Linked DNA regions of Pan troglodytes: all the other regions are linked to region 2. The links are chromatin contacts, called in public Hi-C and HiChIP or PLAC-seq maps. All regions are on one chromosome and are shown on one strand. The core of a region is the stretch at or near the end of the contact, and the rest is flanking DNA. Distances in the headings are between cores, read along the strand shown.

Region 1 (3,614 bases), core at 16-2,515, 400 kb after region 2:
GGTGTGAGCTGTTTTTTGGGGGGTTCTTTTTTGTTTTTGTGACAGAGTCTCACTCTGTCGTCCTGGCTGGAGTGCAGTGACGCTATCTCAGCTCACTGCAGCCTCAGCTTCCCAGGTTCAAGCAATTATCGTGCCTTAGCCTCCCAAGTATCCGGTATTAGAGGTGTGCGCCACCACACCCGGCTCATTTTTTTTTTTTTTTTTTTTTTTGTATTTTTACTAGAGACGGGGTTTGCCAGACGGAGGTTGCCCAGGCCGGTCCTGAACTTCCGGCCTCAAGTGATCCACCCGCCTCGGCATCCCAAAGTGCTGGGATTACAGGCAAGAGCCACCACACCCCGCCATGAGTTTTTTAACGAAAAGTGACAGAAGGTGAGAGCTGAAGGGTTTTGCCGTTCGTTTTAATATCCTTACTTGGGAAGATTAAAAGCTGCTCATTTTGTGGGGAAAGTATCACGTTCTGTGAAATCTTAAAGTCTAGATGACCTTAAGAGTTGACAAAACTCTTTGATTTTTATCACCACAATTAATCCGCCCATTTCACAGACCGGGAAACTGGTTCCAGGAAGGTAACTAACTTGGCAGGGTCATGCAAGTCAGCAGGATATTCCCACAACATCAACTGTCTCTCCCACTTTAGCAGATGCAGGAACTAGAAGAGGAAGTACCGGAGCCCGCCTAGCTGAGAGGCTGGCGGAGAGGAAGGTGGGGGTTGGCTCACCTTGTCCTCTGGGTCCTTCACCTCCACAAACATGCCAAGCCCCGGGGTGGCCGGCTGGTACTCCTCCCGCTGCTTGTCATACAGCTGCGTCCGGTAGTTTCCTTGAGGGAAGCAGGGCGAGCCCAGGTCAGAGGAGCGCGAGGTGGCATGGGTTCCGCGACCGCCTGGGCACGGCGAGGCCGTCTCCTCCCGGCTCTAGAGAGCTGTCTGTCTCGCATCCCCGGCCCCAAGACCACGGTCACGTTCCAAACTCGCCCCTTCCTCCCCGCCCCCGTACCTATGACCATGGTCTCGTCCGGGATCTCCTCAATGAAGCACTTCTTCTCCGTCTCTCCGATGTGAAAGTAGAGCGCGCTTCCGCGCGTCGCCAGCCACAGCAGCAGCAGCAGGAGGGTCCGCATCACTCTACCCAGCCCGGTTCCGGGCCGGGGCCGGACGACCAGCACGCCCAGCTCCACAGCCATCTTGCTCCACCTGCCTACGCAGCCGCAGCCGGCCGCGCCACGTCGCCCTGCCGCCGCCGCGGTGCCTGCCGGGACCGCGAGTTCCGCCGGGTGGACCACAAATCCCGAGATGTCCCGCGGCCCTGGCGCGGCAGTACCTGATTGGGGCGCGGCTTTTACCTGAGAGAGAGCGGGTGCCCTAGAATAAAAACTTATTTCCGTTGACTCTCTTCATGGCCTGGCAACTGACGATGGTTACCAGCTTTTTATAGATGAAACTGAGGTCGTTTGTTTGAGGTTGCGGAGCGAATTGCGAACAGAGACAGGATTCGAACCTAGGATCCCTGACTTTCTTTGGCACAGCATCTACCACTCTTGATTTGCTTCTACCTTTAAAAATGAATTTAAAGAGAACGACCAAATAATGCACAAATGTATTATCAAAAAAGATTAAAAGAAATAAAAGGCAAGGTCTCCCATTACCACTTCTTTGTCCTCATACCCTGTCCACTCCTAAATCGGGTGTTACCCTCTCAAGCATTTCTCTGATCACACACACACACACAAACACACACACAGCCTCTGCTGCCAGATCCCGACTGCAATTGGCTCGTTACTAGCAATTCTACAGAAATAGAAAGGATCATAAGAGAGTACTATGAGCAAATATAAGCCAACAAATTGGATAACGTAGATGAGATGGACAAATTCATAGAAATGCAAAACTGACTCAATAGCTAATATAATCTGAATAAACCTATAACTAGTGAGGAGATTGAATCAGTAATTTAAAAAAAATCCTTACTTAATATAGTTAAGATGTCAATACTTCCCAAAGCAATCTACAGATTTAATGCAATTCCTATCAAAATCCCAATGACATTTTTTGTAGAAACAGAGAAACTCATTCTACAATTCATATACTCTCAAGGGATTTCGATTAGCCAAAACAATCCTGAAAAATAAGAATAAAGCTGAAGAACTCACACTTCCTGATTTCAAAACTTACTTCCAAGCTTCAGTCATCAAGACAGTGTGGTACTGGCATATAGACAGACATATAGACCAATGGAATACAATAGAGAGCCCCAAGATATGCCCTCCCATATATGGTCAAATAATTTTTAACAAGGAGACCAAGCCCATTCAATGCGGGGAGGAGGGACAGTCTTTCCAACAAATGGTGCTGGGAAAACTGGATATCCACATGCAAAAAAGTGAAGGTGGATCCTTCTCTAACGCCATAGATAAAAATTCACCCAAAAAACCCCACAACTTTTAAAATCCCAAAGCATAAAACTCATAGAAAACATATGGCAAAGGGTTTACCACATCGGATTTGGCAACAGACTTCCTGTATATGACACTAAAGGCACAGGCAACAAAAGAAAAAATAGACAAATTGGACTTTATGAAAATTAAAACATTTTGTGCATCAAAAGACACTGTAGCAGAGTAAAGAGGCAACCCACAGAATGGAAGAAAATATTTGCAAATCATATATCTGACAAAGGATTAATATCCAGAATATGCAGAGACTCCTAAAACTCAGCAACAAAATAAGAACAATCTTATTCAAAAACCACAACAAAGGGCTTGAATAGACATTTCTCCAATGATCAACAAGTGGCCAGTGAGCACATGAAAAGATACTCAACATCACTAATCATTAGGGAAACACAAATCACAATGAGATAAAGAACAATGAGATACTACGTCATATACCCATTAAGATGGCCACTAGAAAAAAAAAAAGGAAAAGAAACAAACTACAAGCATTGGCAAGGATGTGGGGAAATTGAACCCTTGTGCACTGTTGGTGGGAATGTAAAATGGTACAGACACTGTGGAAAACAGTATAATGATTCCTCAAAAAAGTAAAAATAGGCTGGGCGTGGTGGCTTACGCCTATAATTCCAGCGCTTTGGGAGGCAGAAGCAGGAGGATTGCTTGAGCCCAGCAGTTCGAGACCAGTCGGGGCAACATGATGAAACCCCACCTCTACAAAAAATACAAAAATTAACTGGATCTGGTGGCATGCGCCTGTAGTCCCAGCTACTCAGGAGGCTGAGGCAAGAGGATTCCTTGAGCCTGGGAGGTCAAGGCTACAGTGAGCTGTGATCATGCCACTGCACTCCAGCCTGGGTGACAGAGCAAGACACTGTCTCAAAATAAATAAATAAAAATAGAATTACCATATGATTCAGCAATTCCATATCTAGAGATATCCTCAAAATAATTAAAAGTAGGGTCTCAAAGAGATATTTGTACACATATGCTCACAGCAGCATTATTCACAAGCAAAAAAAAAAAAATGGAAGCAACCCAGTTCTTCACCAGTAGATGAATAGATAAGCAAAATATGGTACATCCACACAATGGAAATCCTTTCAGCCTTAGAAAGGATGGGAATTCTGACACATGCTACAACATAGATGAACCTTGAAGAA
Region 2 (3,338 bases), core at 236-2,735:
GGTTTCACCGTGTTAGCCAGGATGGTCTCGATCTCCTGACCTCATGATCTGCCCGCCTCGGCCTCCCAAAGTGCTGGGATTACAGGCGTGAGGCACCGCGCCCTGCCTATTTGTTTTTATTTGATGCAAAACAAAATTTATTGCACTTTAGTTCAGAGTTACAAGGTTTTTGTTGTTGTTTTGTTTTAGAGACAAGATTTTTCTGGGTGGCCCAGACTGGAGTGCAGTGGCTATTCACAGGTGCAGTCATGGCTCACTGAAGCCTCTAACTTCTGGGCTCAAGCGAGCCCCCTCTCAGCCTCCCGGGTAGCTGGAACCACAGGCACGAGTCACCACACCCGGGAAAGGCCAATTTTTAAGTTGGTTTAACTGACCTATGCTCCCACCCACAACTACCAGAACACTTCTAAGTTTCTACTTACTGGCCTGTTCCAGCAACACAAAAATGGCAGGCCTGCCACATCAGGATCAAAGGTAATTAGTATTACAAATTAGTAATTTGCAGCGATTATCTAATTAATATCCATCCAGAGTTCCAAAATATAGTGGAAGAGGCTAATCAGAGATACCAAGATCCACTGGTTCTCGGCCTGCCACCGCCCCCCACGCCCTGGCATCTCTGTCCCTTTACCTTCTACAGACCCGTCCAAAGGGCAGCTCCTCATAGCTCTCACCCTGCACGGCAGGGAGCTCAGTCCCCAAAGCCTTCCCTCCGCTGTTCCCGGCTTCGCTGGGGCCGTCCTTCCCTCAGCCCCGGCTGGCTTCTCGGCTAGGCCCTCTGCATGTGTAGCGTCAGGCAATGGTAAGAACTGCGGGAAAATAGCGGGTGAAGGGATGCTGGTTTGGAGAGAGAGGGGACTGCAATTTTAGATAAAATCACCAGGGAAACCTCTCCCATGGGAAACACTGAAACGGAACCCTGCGGGATGAGAGTGAGCCACACGCTATCTGTGGAAAAGCGGTGCCGACGCAGGTCAGTGGGGTCATTCCTTGCTCTGTATCTTTCACACCTGCGCAGCCGGGTCCAGGGGTCAGAAAACAAAGAAAAATTATGCAAGAAAGGAGGCAGCCTTAGGCCGGGCGCGGTGGCTCACGCCTGTAATCCCAGCACTTTGGGAGGCCGAGGCGGGCGGATCGCCTGAGGTCAGGAGTTCAAGACCAGCCTGACTAACATGGAGAAACCCTGTCTCTAGTAAAAATACAAAATTATCTGGGCGTGGTGGCGCATGCCTGCAATCCCAGCTACTCGGGAGGCTGAAGTAGGAGAATCGCTTGAACCCGGGAGGCGGAGGTTGCAGTGAGTCGAGATTGCGCCACTGTACTCCAGCCTGGGCAATAAGAGCGAAACTGCCTCAAAAAAGAAAAAAAAGGAGGCAGCCTTTCCAGCACCCAGAGCCCCGCCCTCTCCGGCCCCGATTCCCAGGGCTCCGCCCCTTGCCTCACATTCCCTCCGCTCCGCCCTAATCGGTTCCGCCCAGTCCCTTGGTCCGGGGATGGCCCCGCCTTAAGGACCATGACTCCGCCCCTCTCCGCTCTCCGTAGTTACGAAGCTGGGCGTCAACGATTGGGCTGAGTCGGAGACTTCCTTTCCTGATTGGCCGTGTTGTACGGCGGCTTCTCGCGCAGCTGATGACCTGGAAGTGATGCCTAAAGCTGTGGACCGCGTGGGCTCGCCTCCCTGGGACTAGGTTTCAGCGGCCGCTGCGATGACCAAAATAAAGGCAGATCCCGACGGGCCCGAGGCTCAGGCGGAGGCGTGTTCCGGGGAGCGCACCTACCAGGAGCTGCTGGTCAACCAGAACCCCATCGCGCAGCCCCTGGCTTCTCGCCGCCTCACGCGGAAGCTCTACAAATGCATCAAGAAAGGTGAGGCGGACGGCGGCGTGGCCGGGATGGGTGCGCGGGTGGGATGGGTGCGCGGGTGGCTGAGCGAGGCCCCCGACCGACTCTTCTGTCGTTGCAGCGGTGAAGCAGAAGCAGATTCGGCGCGGGGTGAAAGAGGTTCAGAAATTTGTCAACAAAGGAGAAAAAGGGTAAGAACCTTCCTTCCTCTGGATTTTGCATTTCTAAACGTTAACGGAGAAATCTCTACTTAGTAGGCGCGCAGTAAAAAGGTTAACTCTGACCTAGCCCCATATACAGAAGCCAATCAAGCAGTCGGTAAAGTCCCTTTGGTACAATACCGGTACAACAATACCGGTGCACCACGTATACCAGCTCCAAGTGAATTCCAAAGTGAAGCGAATTGTGTAAGCTAAGTCCCGTAGAGTAGACCCACCTTCATTAATTCAGGGACCCTCCTCCCCGGGCTCCGCTCCTTGCCTCAGATTACCTCCGGCCCCCGCCCTAATCCTCTCAGCCCTGAATCTCAGTCCTAGGGATGACCCCTCGCCGGCTCTGTATTTAAGGAACTGAACGTTAACGTTTTTGTTTGTTTTTGAGATGGGTCTAGCTCTCACCCAGGTTGGAGTGCGATGGTGCGATCACAGCTCACTGCAGCCTCGTCCCCCTGGACTCAAGCGATCCTCCCACCTCAGCCTCCCGAATAGCTGAGACCACAGGTTTGGCCACGCCTGGCTGTTGTTATTGTTGTTTTGCAGAGACAGAGGAGTCTCGCCATGTTGCCCGGGCTGGTCTTGAACTCCTGGGCTCAAGGAATCCTCCTGCCTCAGCCTCCCGAAGCGTTGGGATTACAGGCATGAGCCACCGCGCCTGGCAGCCTTAACAATTGAATGTACTCTTTTTCAGGCACTGTGTTATGGGGGAAACAGTGACATTCATTCATCAGATAATGACACACACACAACTAATTACAGTTGTGATAGATAGCCATGAAGGAAAATAACAGAGTGCAATGATAATTACTTCATCACCCCACTTTTCTTAATGGCATTTATCAAAGTTTGAACCTTGTTTACATTTTTCTTCCCTTTATCACCCTCTCAGGCCAGATGGTAAGCTCCTTCAGAACAGGGCCTCCTTGCTTTAACCCAAGAAGTGAAACTGTAGGTGCTCAAGAGATCAGTAATGTTGGGCAGACCTGATGCTCAACGGCATCTAACCTAGCTGGGGAGGGCGCATCTGGGGGTTTCCCTCAGCAGTCACATTTGAGCTGAGCTCTTAAGACACAGGGATTAATTTGGGGGGGGCGGGGTGGGAGGATCCTGCCAGAAGAAAGAGTGGGCCTCTGGGCAGGAGAGGGTCTGGTGAGCAGAAGTGCTACCTTCTTAGGGGGCATTGTAGGCCACAGTAAATTTAGTTTTTATACTCAGCACTTTGGAGGCTATTAGGGGTTAAAGCCAGGAAGTGACATAATTTTTATTATTTTTTACACCCTA
Region 3 (3,173 bases), core at 600-3,099, 440 kb after region 2:
AGATTTATTATCCATCCTCTGGCACACACATCATGCCTTACCAAATCATCCAGGATATCTGCTATTCCCTTTTCTTAAGGTCCATCAAGATGATGTCATCAGTGCCTCAGTAAATTAGCCTGATATCCATTAGAATGGAGATTTAGTAAAAAAAAAAATCCCTGTAAACTGGCAGGGTGCAGTGGCTCCGCCTGTAATCCTAGCACTGTGGGAGGCCGAGGCAGGTGCATCACCTGAGGTCAAGAATTCGAGACCAGCCTGGGCAATATGGCGAAACCCCGTCTCTACTAAAAATACAAAAAAATTAGGGGGCGTGGTAGCATGTCCCTCTAATCCCAGCTGATCTGGAGGCTGAGGCACGAGAATCCCTTGAACCCAGGAGACGGAGGTTGCAGTGAGCTGAAATTGCGCCACTGCACTCCAGCCTGGGAGATAGAGTGAGACTCTGTCATTAAAAAAAAAAAAAAAAAAAAAAATCCCTGTAAACTAAGTGGCTGGGTCCAGAGCGTGACATACCCTGAAGCAAGACAGTGAGGGTTTAGCGCTGCCCCTGCCAGATCAATGCAAGGGACTCCTGGTGTTTGGTACAGAAGAATAACCATTGACCAGACCTCTTGTTGCCTATTAGAGACCAACAACTGTGCTGATCTGTCCCAAGAAGGACCGCATCTGGAAGAATGCCTGCAGTTGGGGTTCTTACCAGAATAAGTAAGTTTATCATAATGCTCTGTTGTTCTTCAACGCCGCCTCTCTTCTGTTCTGGGCAAACTGAAGAGGTAATGGTGATGTGATGGGACTCACCCTGCGTCTTTCAAATCTTTGATAGTGGCATTAATCCCTGGGTGAGATAAGGTACTATTTTTGATTTATTTTCTTGGTAGTTAAGGAGAGCTCCAGGGCCTTCCATGTAGCTCTTCCTTTCAAAATAGCCCTTGCCCCATGGGTTAGGAAGCCAGTGTCAGGATTCCGCCCCTGTTGATACCAATAGCAACTCTGCATATAACCACAATTTCAGAGTACATAGCCCAGGCATGAGACAGACTTCACTCAAAACTTTTTTTTTTTTAATCTGTGCCATGTACATGTATTATACAGTATATTCACAAAAAGAAAAGAGGGGGGAAATTCCATTTTTAACAATTAAATACATAATTATTAAGTTTTAAAAATTCTCCTTTGTGTACCACTCCAAAATCCTCTCCTGCACATACTATTTTTTTGGAAACACCTAGTCGTCTCATCGTTATCACACCGGTTGTAACTATGTACCTACGTGTCTACCTTCCCCATCAGACTCGGGAACAAGGAGTCGGGTTTGAGTCCCACTGTCCCAAGCACAGAACGCTGGACTCCCAGTAGACCATATGTTGCAAATAAAGACCTTCGTCCCTTTCAACTCAGGCCGTCCACGAGCCCAGGAGTTCCAACAAAATGATGTACAGCAACCTTTTCCAGGCCTTTATGTTGCCTCAATATTTCTCACCTGCAAAATGGGAATGATCCGTACCTGCCTCGCTGTGCTGTCGGAAGGAGTCAGACGATGGGTGTGAAAGTATTGTAACACTATAGAAATTAATTCACTCATCCATTTAACAGGCAATTATTAAGTGCTAAGGTGGTGCAGCGCGATTACCACCGCATTACACGCGTTCCTCCAGCAGGTTGCATCCTTCCCGTCCCGCGTAGGGGGGGAAGGGCGTCTCCCCACCAAGTTTTTCTCCCACCGAACTCCGGGTGGTGACCTTATTCAAAATGGCGCAGGCGGCCTCGGGGGCTAGTGCGGCGGCGCGGACTCCGCGTGCCCTCTGACCTGTTGGCAGCAGGCGGAGGGGGGGAACCGGGCGCCGCCATATTGGCTGTTGTCCTGTGAGGGGAGCGGTAGCGGCGGCGGCGGCGGCGGCGGCGGCGCGGCGTGTGGAGCGAGGGAGCGGCGCGAGCGGCGGCATGACTCGGAGGCGGAGCAGGCCGAGCGGCGGTGCGGGCAGGCGCGAGCGGGCTCGGGCCGCGGGGCCGCAGAAGCCCCAGGCGCCCGAGCCCCCGCCGCCGCCAAGCCTGGAGGCGGGAGCGGGTGCAGGCCCTCCGGAGGCGCCGGCGGAGCCCGACCACGACGGCCCCAGGGAGGATGACGAACCCAACCTGGTGCCCGGCCCGCAGGTAGGAGCGAGCGGGGAGACTTCGGCGGCTCGGGCGCTTTCACCTTCCCCGAGCGGGAGCGGGAGTGGGGCGGGGTTGGGGATGGGCCATCCCGCCGCGGCTGGGGTAGCAGCTTTCCCCCGGGTCCGGCGCCGAAGCTTTCTCCCCCGGGGCGGGAATGGAGGCTGGACCCCTCTCCCCAAAGCCGAGGCTCGGTCCGCGCTCCTGCGACTGGGCTGAAGCTGCTCCCCTCTCCCCGCCGCCTCCGGGCGTTCCGGCCGTACACCCACACTGGGACTGGGACTGGGCTGTGATCCCGAGGCCGCAGCTCCGCTCTCGGCCCGCCACCTCCCCCGGGCCCACCTGCTCCCTCAGCCACAGGCCATCTCGGGGCTCTGGGACTGGACGACTGCAGCCTCTTCCCTCTGCCCCCGGGAACGGCTCCACTCCGTCCCCTGCAGCGCCTGCAGCCGCGGCCCCCTCAGCAGCTGTGTCTCCTGGCGCCTCCTCGCCATCCCCAGCAGAGCAGTTGGAGCAGACAGCCGGGCTGCCCGGAAGAGTTTTTGGTGGGGTTTCTGCACTGAGGTGGAAACCCAGCAGAACCTGCCCTTCTTCCCTCCCCTGCTCCGCAAGGCAGCCCACCCCGACCTTGAGATCCCAGGTTTGGAGAATCCTGCTGAGAGTGAACAGTAGGAGGATTCCCCAAAGCTTCCAGCTTGCCACCTGGAAGAAGGTCACTTTCTTTTGAGCAAAGGAGATAATGGGAGGTACCCTGCCAATGTTCACTGAGAGGCGGGGGTGACATGGGCCACGGTTGCTCTGGGAGGGTTGTGGCACTCGGGGCTGGGTGGCTCTCCCTAAGCTTGCTCTGACAAAAGAGTTTTGAGTTGGTCTTTTGGCTGAGCCTGCCCAGGAAGGCAGGCTCCTGCAGGAGTCTTGGAGGGTCGGATGCGGCGCCGGATGAGGATGAGGCGTGGCGGAAGATGCGTTTGGCTCTGCAGACACTGCATCGGGCAGCAGGGGACTCTGGGAGGCTGGTG

Evidence for each region. A called contact is a pair of places that touch in the nucleus more often than the background predicts. HiChIP or PLAC-seq counts read pairs in DNA pulled down with a chosen protein or histone mark.
Region 1: a Hi-C map of stem cell-derived neural progenitor cells shows a contact between it and region 2, with 2.6 times the contacts expected there. The contact joins the promoter of TMED9 here to the promoter of NHP2 in region 2. A contact is called at or near these places in 1 of 7 Hi-C or Micro-C datasets (stem cell-derived neural progenitor cells) and 1 of 1 datasets of contacts at active chromatin or transcription factors (stem cell-derived excitatory neurons).
Region 3: a contact with region 2 is called in an H3K4me3 HiChIP or PLAC-seq map of stem cell-derived excitatory neurons, with 3 times the contacts expected there. The contact joins the promoter of FAM193B here to the promoter of NHP2 in region 2. A contact is called at or near these places in 1 of 7 Hi-C or Micro-C datasets (stem cell-derived neural progenitor cells) and 1 of 1 datasets of contacts at active chromatin or transcription factors (stem cell-derived excitatory neurons).

The regions. Positions count from the first base shown.
Region 1 is chr4:175,217,947-175,221,560 of NHGRI_mPanTro3-v2.0_pri, reverse strand. TMED9 (transmembrane p24 trafficking protein 9) reads right to left here and starts at 1,265. Exons shown (of 5, transcript XM_518138.7): 1 at 999-1,265; 2 at 722-822. The coding sequence starts at 1,185.
Region 2 is chr4:175,620,222-175,623,559 of NHGRI_mPanTro3-v2.0_pri, reverse strand. It overlaps NHP2 (NHP2 ribonucleoprotein), which reads left to right and starts at 1,485. Exons shown (of 4, transcript XM_009450278.5): 1 at 1,485-1,866; 2 at 1,964-2,033. The coding sequence starts at 1,707.
Region 3 is chr4:175,175,792-175,178,964 of NHGRI_mPanTro3-v2.0_pri, reverse strand. It overlaps FAM193B (family with sequence similarity 193 member B), which reads left to right and starts at 1,849. Exons shown (of 9, transcript XM_518137.8): 1 at 1,849-2,154. The coding sequence starts at 1,945.